3 separate regions of the Sus scrofa genome follow, and regions 1 and 2 are each linked to region 3. A link is a contact called in public Hi-C and HiChIP or PLAC-seq data. All regions are on one chromosome and are shown on one strand. The core of a region is the stretch at or near the end of the contact, and the rest is flanking DNA. Distances in the headings are between cores, read along the strand shown. Region 1 holds the start of VWA1 (von Willebrand factor A domain-containing protein 1). Region 2 holds the start of MRPL20 (39S ribosomal protein L20, mitochondrial). Region 3 holds the start of GNB1 (guanine nucleotide-binding protein G(I)/G(S)/G(T) subunit beta-1).

The links. Hi-C and Micro-C count contacts between places; a contact is called where the count stands out from the background. HiChIP or PLAC-seq counts read pairs in DNA pulled down with a chosen protein or histone mark.
Region 1: a Hi-C map of embryonic fibroblasts shows a contact between it and region 3, with 4 times the contacts expected there. The contact joins the promoter of VWA1 here to the promoter of GNB1 in region 3. A contact is called at or near these places in 1 of 5 promoter capture datasets (fetal liver), 9 of 47 Hi-C or Micro-C datasets (embryonic fibroblasts, epiblast stem cells, heart right ventricle and 5 more) and 2 of 2 datasets of contacts at active chromatin or transcription factors (alveolar macrophages and skeletal muscle).
Region 2: an H3K27ac HiChIP or PLAC-seq map of alveolar macrophages shows a contact between it and region 3. The contact joins the promoter of MRPL20 here to the promoter of GNB1 in region 3. A contact is called at or near these places in 1 of 47 Hi-C or Micro-C datasets (embryonic fibroblasts) and 1 of 2 datasets of contacts at active chromatin or transcription factors (alveolar macrophages).

Annotation. Positions count from the first base shown.
Region 1 is chr6:63,693,401-63,696,861 of Sscrofa11.1, forward strand. It overlaps VWA1 (von Willebrand factor A domain-containing protein 1), which reads left to right and starts at 1,795. Exons shown (of 3, transcript XM_003127501.4): 1 at 1,795-1,961; 2 at 3,021-3,461. The coding sequence starts at 1,895.
Region 2 is chr6:63,673,513-63,677,510 of Sscrofa11.1, forward strand. It overlaps MRPL20 (39S ribosomal protein L20, mitochondrial), which reads right to left and starts at 2,322. Exons shown (of 4, transcript XM_003127507.6): 1 at 2,114-2,322; 2 at 1,918-2,028; 3 at 264-341. The coding sequence starts at 2,200.
Region 3 is chr6:63,956,141-63,960,049 of Sscrofa11.1, forward strand. GNB1 (guanine nucleotide-binding protein G(I)/G(S)/G(T) subunit beta-1) reads right to left here and starts at 1,374. Exons shown (of 11, transcript XM_021097493.1): 1 at 1,353-1,374.

The DNA.
Region 1 (3,461 bases), core at 545-3,044, 260 kb before region 3:
CTCCTGGGGGTCAGGCCAGAGCTCAGCACGAACATCAGGAGTGACTCTGGGCAGGGGTGCCTCAGTCAAGGCTGGTGGCCGAGCTCAGCCCAGGCTGGGCAGAGACCCTGGCTGAGCATTCCCAAGGCTGGGCCCCCAGTCCTTTGTCCCTCTGAGGGAGAGGCTGGAGGACGCCTGCTTCCTCGAGGGCTTGCGTCATGGCCAAGAAGAGCCGCTCAGTTTTTCCAGAAGGGACGGAAACTTCCCCGTCAGCCCAGCAGGACAGCCAAGGTGTGACTGTGGGCCCACGGCTGGGCAGGTGTGGGGACGCCACCGGGCCAATCCGGCACGGCCCCCTCCTGCTAGAGGTGGCCGGTGAGCCAAGCCGCATCTGCAGCGATTCCCTGGGCCCCACGACTGGGCCCCACGACTGGGCCCCCAGGTCTCCTGCAGCTGCCTTTGCTCACAGCCTCATCTCCGCAGCAGCCTCGTGCACTGGAGGGCTGGGGGCCAGGTGTGGTCCCTCTGGGGGACCCCGAACTTTGGGGGGTTCAAGCCCATTGCCACCTTCTGGGGCCCACGCAGAAGCACCAGGCAGTTTCTGGTCCCAGAAATGGAGGTCTGTGGAGCTGAGCCAGCACCGCCACTGCCAAGATTCCCGGCAAGGGGGTGGGGGCAGCGGGGACACAGTTCTCGCTTGTTCCTGCGGCAGCTCCTCAGCGCGGCCGAGCCGCTTCCTTTTTTAGGCAAAGTCAGAGCTCTAGCGTGTCTCACAGCCGGCGTCTCACCTGCCAGAAGGGGAGGAAGGAAAACCACTGAGTCCCATCCGTCCTCCCCGCTGAGCATCCTCCGCTCCGGAGGAGGGAAGGGAGGGGACATCCTGGCTCAGAGGGCCCCGCCATCTCACCGTGGGGAACCCATGTCCCCCCAGCTCCGCAGGGAGGAGTGGCTGGGAAAGGGCGAGGGGCGGGGGAGCATGTCCGGAGCGAGGCGGGCGGGGCTCTCCCGGACCTCAGCTCCGCCTCACCTACGGAAGAGGAATCTGCCCTGGGGGCCTGAGTGTCTCCCTGGACGTCCCCTGCAGGCAGCCACCTCGGGTCTGGTCTAGCCACAACCCCAGATGCAAGGCTCCCTGGCTCACAGCGAGTCCCTCAGAGGGCTTCTCCGGGGCGCCGCTGGGGATCTGTGGTCAGTCCTGGAGTCTGACGTCAGCTGGGCCCTGGGCCCCTCATCGGTGGTAGGCCCAGTATGGTCCCTGTGGACATGGCCTAAAACAGCCACCCTCAGCCCCCAGGCCTCGTCCTCCAAGAAGCTCCCCTTTAATGTCTCAAGCGTCTTTCCCTCCCGATGAAAAGCGTCCTAAGTTCGGCCCTTTTGATCTCCGCTGGTCATTCCTTGGAGAAACACGTCCCAGTTCTGCGGCCGGGGCCTGGGCCTGTCCGGTGATGGCATTACCGACGCATCTCATACCCTCTGGGGCTCTCGTGGGCCTGGGCTTCGGGGACTCCCGGCACTGCAGAGACAAGGGCAGTGGGCCTGGGGATGACCCCGCTCGGTGGCTCCCAGCTCGGCTTCCGGCTGGGGGCCAGGGGCAAGCTGGATTCCGAGGCCTTACGGCCATTAACAAGACGCTCGTGTCTGTGTGGGTGCATGCCACGCGTGTGTGCCTTCGTGCCATCCCAGCGAGTGCTGCGTGTGGCTGCGCGCCTGGGCCCTGCGTGAGCGCGCCTCCCCGAGCCTGTGCGCCTCCGCACGCGGGACAGTGCGCGCCCCGCCGGGGCGGGGCCTCGGGACTGTGATGGGCGGGGCCTCCCGGGGGCGGGGCTCGGATCCGGCCCGCGCGGCCGCGCGCCCCGCAGCTCAGGAGCGAGCGAGCGGCGAGCGGAGGCAGAGTGCAGCCCTCCCGTCGCGCGCGATGCTGCCCTGGACGGTGCTCGGCCTGGCCCTAAGCCTGCGGCTGGCGCGGAGCGGAGCGGAGCGTGGTGAGTGTGGCGGGCGGCCGGGCCGGGCTCGGCTCCCGTGCCCCTCCAGCCCCCACTGTCCCCCTGGAACCACGTCCTGCTCCCGCGGCTGCGGGGCGGGGACGGCTGGCAGGGCACCCCACCCACCTGGGACGCGCCCCCCTCCCGCCCCCAGCAACTCCGCGGGCTCTCGGGGCCGGACGGGGTTGGGGGGAGGTGTGTCGGGAGGCTTGTCTCTGCCTCAGTTTCCCTCTCCTTGGATTGACCCTTGGTGGAGGGATGGTAGGAAGGTTGGTGTGGCCCTAGTGGGTTGGGGGAAACTGAGGCGAACGGCCCCGGAGCAGAAGCGAGGCCCCCGTCTACCCATGGGGCAGTGCTGAGAGGGCCCATCTGCCCGCCCACCAGCGGTGCCCGAGGAAGGGGTAGACCCAGCCCTTAACTTGCTTCCTGGGACCAGATGGACCAGAGAGGAGGGGGGCCAGGGGAGGGGTGACATCATCTGTAAGTGGGGTGACACTCTAACCCGGCCATCCAGGCCGTGGGAGGGGCTGCAGTCGGGCCCCCATCCCTCCACCACTGTCCACAGCCGCCCCAGCGGCTTTGGGCCCCCACCCCCTCCTCCCACCGCTCGCCCTACCTGAGGCTGAGTTGTGTAGGCTGCTTCTCTGGAAGCTGGGCCTGAGGGAGCAGCCTTGGTGGGTGGCCCAGAAGCATCCACCCATCAAGCCAGGGGGCTGGGCCAGGACCCTTGGCTCCAGCCGGTGCAGAGTCTGCTGAAGACGGGGCAGGTGTGGGGGCACCCCTTCGCAGAGGAGACGCGAGTCCAGAGGGTGCCCCAGATATGAGGCCAGGGTGCAGAGCTGGAACTGCTGAGAGTGTGAGCCCCCTGCTGGCTAAGGACCCCCCCCACCCCGCTGAGGTGCCGACCCACGACTTTGGGGTGTGACTGAGAGGCTTTCAGTGCTTCCTTGGGTAAAGGCAAGTGCCAGCTTCGGGAAAGCTTAGGCCCTGGGGGTTGTGCCCTGGGTGTGAGGCTGTCTGGGGGCCACCACCTGGGGCTAACCCTCCCCTCTCCCCCAGGCCCCCCGACATCCGCCCCCCAGGGGGACCTGCTGTTTCTGTTGGACAGCTCGGCCAGCGTGTCTCATTATGAGTTTTCCCGAGTTCGGGAGTTTTTGGGGCGGCTGGCGGCCCTGTTGCCCCTGGGCCCTGGGGCCCTGCGTGCCAGCCTGGTGCATGTGGGCAGCCGGCCACACACCGAGTTCCCCTTCGGCCAGCACAGCTCCGGCTCGGCCGTCCAGGATGCCATACGCGCTGCAGTCCAGCGCATGGGTGACACCAACACTGGCCTGGCGCTGGCATACGCCAAGGAGCAGCTGTTTGCCAAGGAGGCGGGGGCCCGGCCAGGGGTGCCCAAGGTGCTGGTGTGGGTGACAGACGGCGGCTCCAGCGACCCCGTGGGGCCCCCCATGCAGGAGCTGAAGGACCTGGGCGCCACTGTCTTCATCGTCAGCACCGGCC
Region 2 (3,998 bases), core at 1,072-3,571, 280 kb before region 3:
ATCAGAATTCCCTCAGTATAAAACTCCCAAACTAAAGTCTAAAGTTAAAGCCAAGTTCTTCTACCTTTCTTCCTTAATGAGTACACACCAAGACTCATGGCTTTGGTACCACGTGCCCTGTTACCAATTGTGCTACCAGAGGAGCAAGGGCGGGACAAGGGTGGCAAGTCCTGAACCTGCCAAACTCCAGCCCACGAATCAAGGCAGTGTTAGGGTGCCGACACGGGGACCATGCAGGCTTGGACCACATTCTCAACCATTACCTTAATCAAATTGATGATAAACGCTGGGTACTTCAGGCCGTGTTCCTGGGAGGCAGCTGTAATCCGATTAATCCAGAGCTGAAATGAGAAAACATTGAGAGATTTAAGAACTAGTTGTTTAGGAGTTCCCTTCATGGCAGTGGTTAATGAACTCAACTAGGAACCATGAGGACGTGGGTTCCATCCCTCGCTTTGCTCAGTGGGTTAAGGATCTGGCTGTGCCATGAGCTGTGGTGTAGGTCACAGACAGGGCTCAGATCCCGAGTTGCTGTGGCTGTGGCGTAGGCAAGCAGCTGTAGCTCCAATTTGACCCCAGGCCTGGGAACTTCCATATTCCGCAGGTACAGCCCTAAAACACACACACACAAATAAAGAACTAGTTATATATTACGTCCAGCTCCCAGCAAAATTTCTGACCGAAAAAAATGTTTTTTGTTAAAGGAACTACAAAAGTAAGTGTCCTGAGTTCCCGTCGTGGCTCAACGCAAACGAATCTGACTAGTATCCATGAGGACACAGGTTTGATCCCTGGCCTTGCTTAGTGGGTTAAGGATCCAGAGTTGCCATGAGCTGTGGTGTAGGTCGAAGACAGGCTCGGATCTGGTGTTGCTGTGGCATAATATTGACCAGTGGCTGCAGCTCCAATTCAAGCGGTAGCCTGGAAACTTGAATATGCCATGAGGGCAGCCCTGAAAAAAAAAAGTCAGAGTTCTCTTCGGTCAAATAGGCTGAAATACAATAGTGAGCAAAAGTTGATGCTCTTTACCCAAATGCCACCCTCTCTCCACAAGATTAGTAGGAAAACCATACCCGTAAAGCCTTAATCCCGAATGCGGTTTTAGGCACCGGGCAGGAATACAAAGAGCGAGGAATCTGAGGCAAATGCTCTGTAGAAAAGAACCACTGAGAGGTGCTCCCAGGCAGGGAGGAAACTGCAGAGAAGTGAAGAGCCTGGAGGGAAGGGCGGAGGGACCACACGAAGGACCTGGCCTGCCAGGGGAGAGCAGGGTCTGTTCAGGCAGCAAAGCCGGAGTCTCGGAGGGGGCTGGGCCAGACGTCAGGGTGAGTGAGAGTGGTGCTGGAGCCCTGCGTGGCTATCTGTAGGGGCTCTTCAAGCCGCTCTTTATTTGTATAACTTTCTTTGCATGTTAGGGCCGCTCCCGCGGCACATGGAGGCTCCCGGGCTAGGGGTCCAAGCGGAGCTTCAGCCGCCGGCCTGCACCACAGCCACAGCCACGCGGGATCCGAGCCTCGTCTGCGACCTACACCACAGCTCCCGGCAACAAGGATCCTTCACCCGCTGAGCGAGGCCAGGGATCGAACCCGCGTCCTCAGGGATACTAGTCGGACTCGCTGCCGCGCCGCCACGACGGGAACGCCCAAGCCGTTCTTTGCTCAGCCCGCTTTCCTCCTGAGCGTCAGCGCTTCCCAGGTTTGAACGAGCACGCAACCCATCCAGAGGTCTAGGCAACGCGCAACGCAGACGGAGCACCACCCCAAGTTCCCGATTCGGGAGGAGCAGGGGGGCTCGAGCCGCTGCATCTCCACGATCCACGGCTGCGACGCCCGCGCGCCCGGTACTTCGCACAGCTCGTCGGCCCGCTCTCGGGGCCAGGCCCGCCAGCGGCCAGCGAGGGGAACGGGCGGCGCTTACCGTCCGCAGACTCCTCTTCTTCAGCCTGCGGGCCCGCGTGCACTTCACGAACGCTCTCGTCACAGCCCTGACGGCCAGCCGGTAGCACCGATTCTTCCTTCCCCGGAAGTGCTGGTCAAGAAACGGGAGAGGACGCGGTCGGCGGGGCCCGCGCGCGCAGGGCCGGGCGGGGGCGCGGGCCGCGCGGCACACTCACCCGCGCGTGTTTCAGCACCTCCTGGACCCGCCAGTAGCGGTCGGTGACGCGGCTCCGCAGCCAGAGGGGCACAGTCAGGAAGACCATGGTGCCCGCCGTCCGGCGCCTCCACTCACCAGCGCGCGGGCCACGCCGCCGCCAGGTCGCCAGAACGCTTCCAGGTCAGCGCCTCCCTCACCGCCCTCCTCCCGCCGCGGGACTTCCGGGGCGTCGGGCGTGCGCTCCGGGCCCGCGCCAACGCCCCTTTCCCGTGCGCATGCTCCGGCTCCGTCGGGAGCGCCGGGCGGGGCGGGGCGGGGCGGGGCGGGGCGCGAGCGCAGGTTCCACAGCAGGTGAGCCGACGTCCAGGCGGAGCGGAGCTGTCCCCTGCGCACTGCCTACCATAGGGGACTCGCTCGCAAGCTGTGCGCTTTAAGACGGTTGGAACGGCAGTTTATCTTTTTTTTGTCTTTTCTAGGGCCGCTCCCGCGGCATATGGAGGCTCCTAGGCTGGGGGTCTAATCAGAACTGTAGCCGCCAGCCTACACCACAGCCACAGCAACGCGGGATCCGAGCCAGGTCTGCAACCTACACCACAGCTCACCGCAACGCCGGATCCTTAACCCACCGAGCGAGGCCAGGGATCGAATCCGCAACCTCATGGTTCCTAGTCGGATTCGTTAACTACTGAGCCAGGATGGGAACTCCGGAAGAGCAGTTTATATTGCGAGTACTTTGTCACTATCTTACCACCTTACCATTATGTCACCGTTATTACATAAGATAATTAAGGTGGCAGAATGGAGTGCGTGATTTCTTTGTAGCTTTGTAACTTTGTAGCTTATAATTTAAGTCTGATTTTAAAAATTGCGGGAGTTCCCGTCCTGGCGCAGTGGTTAACGAATCCGACTAGGAACCATGAGGTTGCGGGTTCGGTCCCTGCCCTTGCTCAGTGGGTTAACGATCCGGCGTTGCCGTGAGCTGTGGTGTAGGTCGCAGACGCAGCTCGAATCCCCCGTTGCTGTGGCTCTTGTGTAGGCTGGTGGCTACAGCTCCAATTAGACCCCTAGCCTGGGAATCTCCATATGCCGCGGGAACAGCCCAAGAAATAGCAAAAAAATAATAATAATAAAAAAATAAAAATAAAAATTGCAGAGTTTCTGTCATGGTGCTGCGGAAACTAATTCGACTAGGTATCATGAGGTTGCGGGTTCGATCCCTGGCCTCACTCAGTAGGTTAAGGATCCAGTGTTGCCTTGAGCTGTGGTGTAGGTCGCAGACACAGCTTGGATCTGGCATGGCTGTGGCTGTGGTGTGGGCCGGCGGCTCTTCCGCTTGGACCCCTAGCCTGGGACCCTCCATATGCCGCGGGTGCGGCCCTAAAAAGCAGTAAAAAAAAAAAAAAAAAGCTGCAAGACTAGTTTAAGAAACTCCTGGTTTTGTTGAGGGACTTCGGGCCGTTACGGACCCTGCAGGGTGCTCTTGCCACTTTGCCAAGAGCAAGTCAAACTTGCTTTTAAATCTTAGAACAATTCTGGTGAAATCGATAAGCCCAGCTGGAACAGGTTTTTCCTTCAACAGACTGGGGGGGAAACCGACTCCATCGCATTACGGACCAGTTGTGGGAAAAAAAGTCCTCATTGTGGAACAGTAAAAGAAAAATAGGCTCCCTCTAAACAATGGATTGAAAATGATTTTGATTTATAAAGGAGAAGACTGAGGGCAGGATACGGATTCAGAAATTCTGCAGCACGTAATAAAAGAAGCGAAAATGGGGCAGAATCGCTGCCTCCTGTGATATGAAGGCCACCGTGAAGGGAAAGGAGGCAGCGAAAGTTCTTCTTATCAGGACACACATCACTGCTCACATTTACTTAACTTTCTGGATGTTTTTATAGCCCTTAAT
Region 3 (3,909 bases), core at 124-2,623:
CTGGGTGGCGCACCCACCCATGGCTCCCTGGCAGGGGCAGGCCTGTTGGGGGCACGGGAGAGCAGGGGCACAGTTCGATGGGGGGTGCCCAGGGAGGTGACAGTCAAGCAGACCCCAGGGCAGGCAGCCTCAGAGCCCAGGAAGGGGCCAGGCCGAGGTGGACGTGGCCAGGGTAGTCAGGGCCCCAGAGCCCAGGACTGGTGTGGCAGGCAGAGGGCACTGCATCCGCCTTGGGAAGGGGGATGGCCTGGGCCCCCTGGCCGCCAGCCGACCTAGAAGGACCTCTGCACACCTTCCCCTGGGCAGTGGAAGCAGCAGCCCCTCTCTCTCCAAGGGCATGACATGTCCCTTGTCCCCAAGCCCCCCATCATGCTGACCTTCAAGCCTGTACCCACCTTTGGTCCTGAACCAGTCATCCCTCGTGGGGGACACCAAAACGTGGGGGGGCCATGGCCATGGGGCTTTGGGAGTGCCACGTGGGGTTGGAGGAGGGGCTGCCCCGGGGTGGGCAGCTTGTCCCCCCCCCCCAGATTTGGGGCCGACACCCTAGGGAGGTCCAAGCAGCCTCCGGGCCACTCCCAGAGGGGCAGTCCTAGGTGGGCTAGAACCCGGGACCAGGTGGCCTCAGTGGGGGCCCGACAGGGGGCCACTCTGCTCTGGGGGTCCCTGAGGAGCAGCAGCCCCTCTGCTGCAGAACCCTGACTGCGGGGTTGGAAAGCCCGCCTCCAGCAAACCTCCACGGGGGCTTTTCAGTGTCCTGCCTGGACACACACCACCTACCACACGCCACCCCCCCATACCACACCCCCCACATACCACACCCCCCCCACAACACACACACACCACATACGCCACATACCACACATGCCACATACCCCCCCACACACAACACACACATCAAAACCCACATACACACACCCCACATACACCACATACCATACCACACACACCCCACACTGCACACCACATGCCATACACCACACACACACACACACACACAAGTTGGAGCAGCCAGCACTCAGGGTAGCAGCTTAACCAGCTCATCTGTAAAGGGGTGATGACAGGCTCAGGGAATGAGCAGACCCTGGGCCTCAGGCTCAGCCGGATGCAGCCAGGCCGCTGGGGCTCCTGCTGGGCCAGCCTCCTGCCCCCAGCTTCGCAGCCACGTGCACCCGAGACCCCAGCATGGTTCTGAGAGGCCTGGGCTCGGCTTTCCCGCAGCCCTGGAGGCAGGCTCTGGGGGCCCACGGGCCCTGCTGGCACGACCCGAGCAGAGGAAGGGCTGTCACCTGGCCGTCAGGAGGGGAGGCTTCGGGACAGGGAAAAGGCAGTGGGGCGGCCCCCAGGCCGACCTGCCGCCGGTCCAAGGCCCTCAGGGCCGGGTTCTGGCTCCCCCGCCGAGGCTGGGCAGCTCCGCCTGAAACCGGATGCTGGGGGCAGAGCCGGCACGCAGGGCGGAGGGCGGCAGGTCTGCTCCGCCCGCCCCCGCAGCGGCTCCAGGGCCTCTCAGGCGGGCACCGAGGGCGCCCCGAGGGGCAGCCAGCGCGGCCGCCCGCCCAGCCCCCAGCCCCATTTCCTCTCCCGGGCTGGGCGGCGCCCTTGGCAGGGAGGCCGCAATTGTTCGGCGCCGGCGCTTCCCCCAGCTGCCTGCACAAGGCCAGGCCGCCGCCGCCCGCCCAGTCCGGAGTGCAGCCGCCAGAAACGCCCTCGCACATCCCGGGCCGGGCGGGAGCGCGGAGACCAGGACGGAGGGCGGGAGGCAGAGACCCCCGCGCCAGCGCAGCGGGGGGGACGATGGGGGGGCGGGGGGCGGGGGCGGGGCCGCGGGGAGGGCGGGGGCGGGGCCGCGGGGAGGGCGGGCCCTGGGGCCCCCCACCCCCTTCTCCCCAGCCCGGCCTCAGGTGCCACCTAGAGGCCTGGGCACAGACTCAGGGAGGAGTCCCTGTTGCCAGGAAGCTGGGACCCAACCCTCGCTGGCCCAGCGTACCCGGGCAGCAGGCTGGCTTGACAGAGGGTTCTGCCTGCACCTGCAGCGGCAGAGTAGGGGAGGCCCGGGCCGCTGCAGACAGGGGCAGGGGCTGGGGGCTGGGGCGGGTAGCTACAGGAACCATTGGGAGGGGAGGGCGCTGCTGGCAGGCCGCTGGACCCAGCCCCACCTCCCACTGCTTAGGGGAGGCTGCTCCTGCTGTTCTAGGGATGCCTCTCCCCGCAGGTGGAGCCGTGGGACTCGGCTCCGCCAGCACCTGCCAGATAAAGAGCTTGCACCTGTGACCTCAGCGGCGGGGAGGGAGCCGGGCGACGGCGCAGGGGCTGCCTGTGGCGCACTGCCCTGTCCAGACAGCAGGGGCCGCCTGGGGAGGCCCCAGAGCCTGACTGGTGCTCAGGCCAGGAAGCTGGCCTGGGGTCACCTGATACGAAGTCGCCTCCCAGGGCCATTTCCTGCAGGCAGGCAGCCACTGAGCAGACGGGAAGGGATGTGGGTCCGCAAGGCCGCCAGGCCCAGAGCTGCCCTCCCGCTTCGGGACCACTGCCAGGCCACATTACATGCCATACCGTGTCGTGAACCGCCGCAGGACACCTGCCCCCCCAGGCCACCCAGGTGTTGACACGGGGGCATAGCCCAGCCCCCAGAGTGCTTGGCAGGAAGGGCTCTTTCCTCTGGGTCTGCATCCTGGTCATTGTCCTGATGACCCCGAGGTCCCTTTTAGGGACCTACCTGGAGGGACTGTCCGTTCCAACAGAAAGACCCCACCATGCTGGCCCACCCGGGAGGGGGCAAGGACTCAGCCCCAGTTCATCTCAGGGCCTGAATCTCTCTCAGGAAATCCTTGCCCATAGGGCAGCCCACCGCCCTCATCAGACGGGGGGCCTCCTCGAACAGTCCTGCTGACTCGGAGCTTCCCCAGACAAGCTGCTGCCTCATCACCCACTTTGGCGTTACCTCCTGAGAAAATACATGTCTCGTGCAGTTTACCACTAACCCTCCGGAAGGATACAGTTCAGTGGCATTTGCTGTGTTCACACTTTTGTGCAGCCACCGCCTGCATCCAGCTTGGAATCTCTTGTCACCTGGAAAGGCAATTCCCCCCCCCACCTCCGTGGAGGAGTCTCTTCCCTGCCGCCACCCCCAGGCGGCTCTCTGTCCCCATGGATTTGCTGTTCCAGGTACTTCACACAAGCAGAATCACACGACCTGTGTCCCTCTGAGGCTGCTTCTCTCACTGAGCATCTTGTTCTCAAGGATCAACCGTGTTGGAGTGAGTGTCAGCGCCTCGGTCGGCATGATCCACGGCGCGCCCGTACGTGGGTGTTTATCATTCATCCACAGAGGGGCTTGCGGGCTGCTCTCCCTCGTGGCTGCTGTGAACAGCACCGCTGTGAACATGAGTGTACAGGGTTTGTTTGAACATCTGTTTTCCACGCTGTTGGATGTTTACCGAGGAGCGGGATTGCTAGGGCACATGGTGACTCTGTGTTTAATCTGAAGACCTGCCAAGCTGTTTCCTCCAGCAGCTGAACCATCTAACCTTCCCACCATCAATGCTCCACAGCCACATGGAGACTAGTTACCATCTTCCTTCCTTTCTTTTCCCGTTTTGGGGCCACATAAAGAGAATACACCTGAGGCATAGGGAAGTTCCCAGGCTACGGGTTGAATCGGGTTGAATCGGAGCTGCAACTGCCGGCCTATGCCATAGCCAGGCCAGATCTGAGCTGCGTCTGCAACCTACACCATAGCTCACAGCAATGCCGGATCCTTAACCCACCGAGCGAGGCCAGGGATCGAACCCACGTCCTCACAAATCCTAGTTGGGTTGTTACCACTGAGCCATAACGGGAACACCCCGTCTGTCTTTCTGATTCTAGCCACTCCAGCAAGTGGGAAGTGGCCTCTCATTTGCTTTGCCT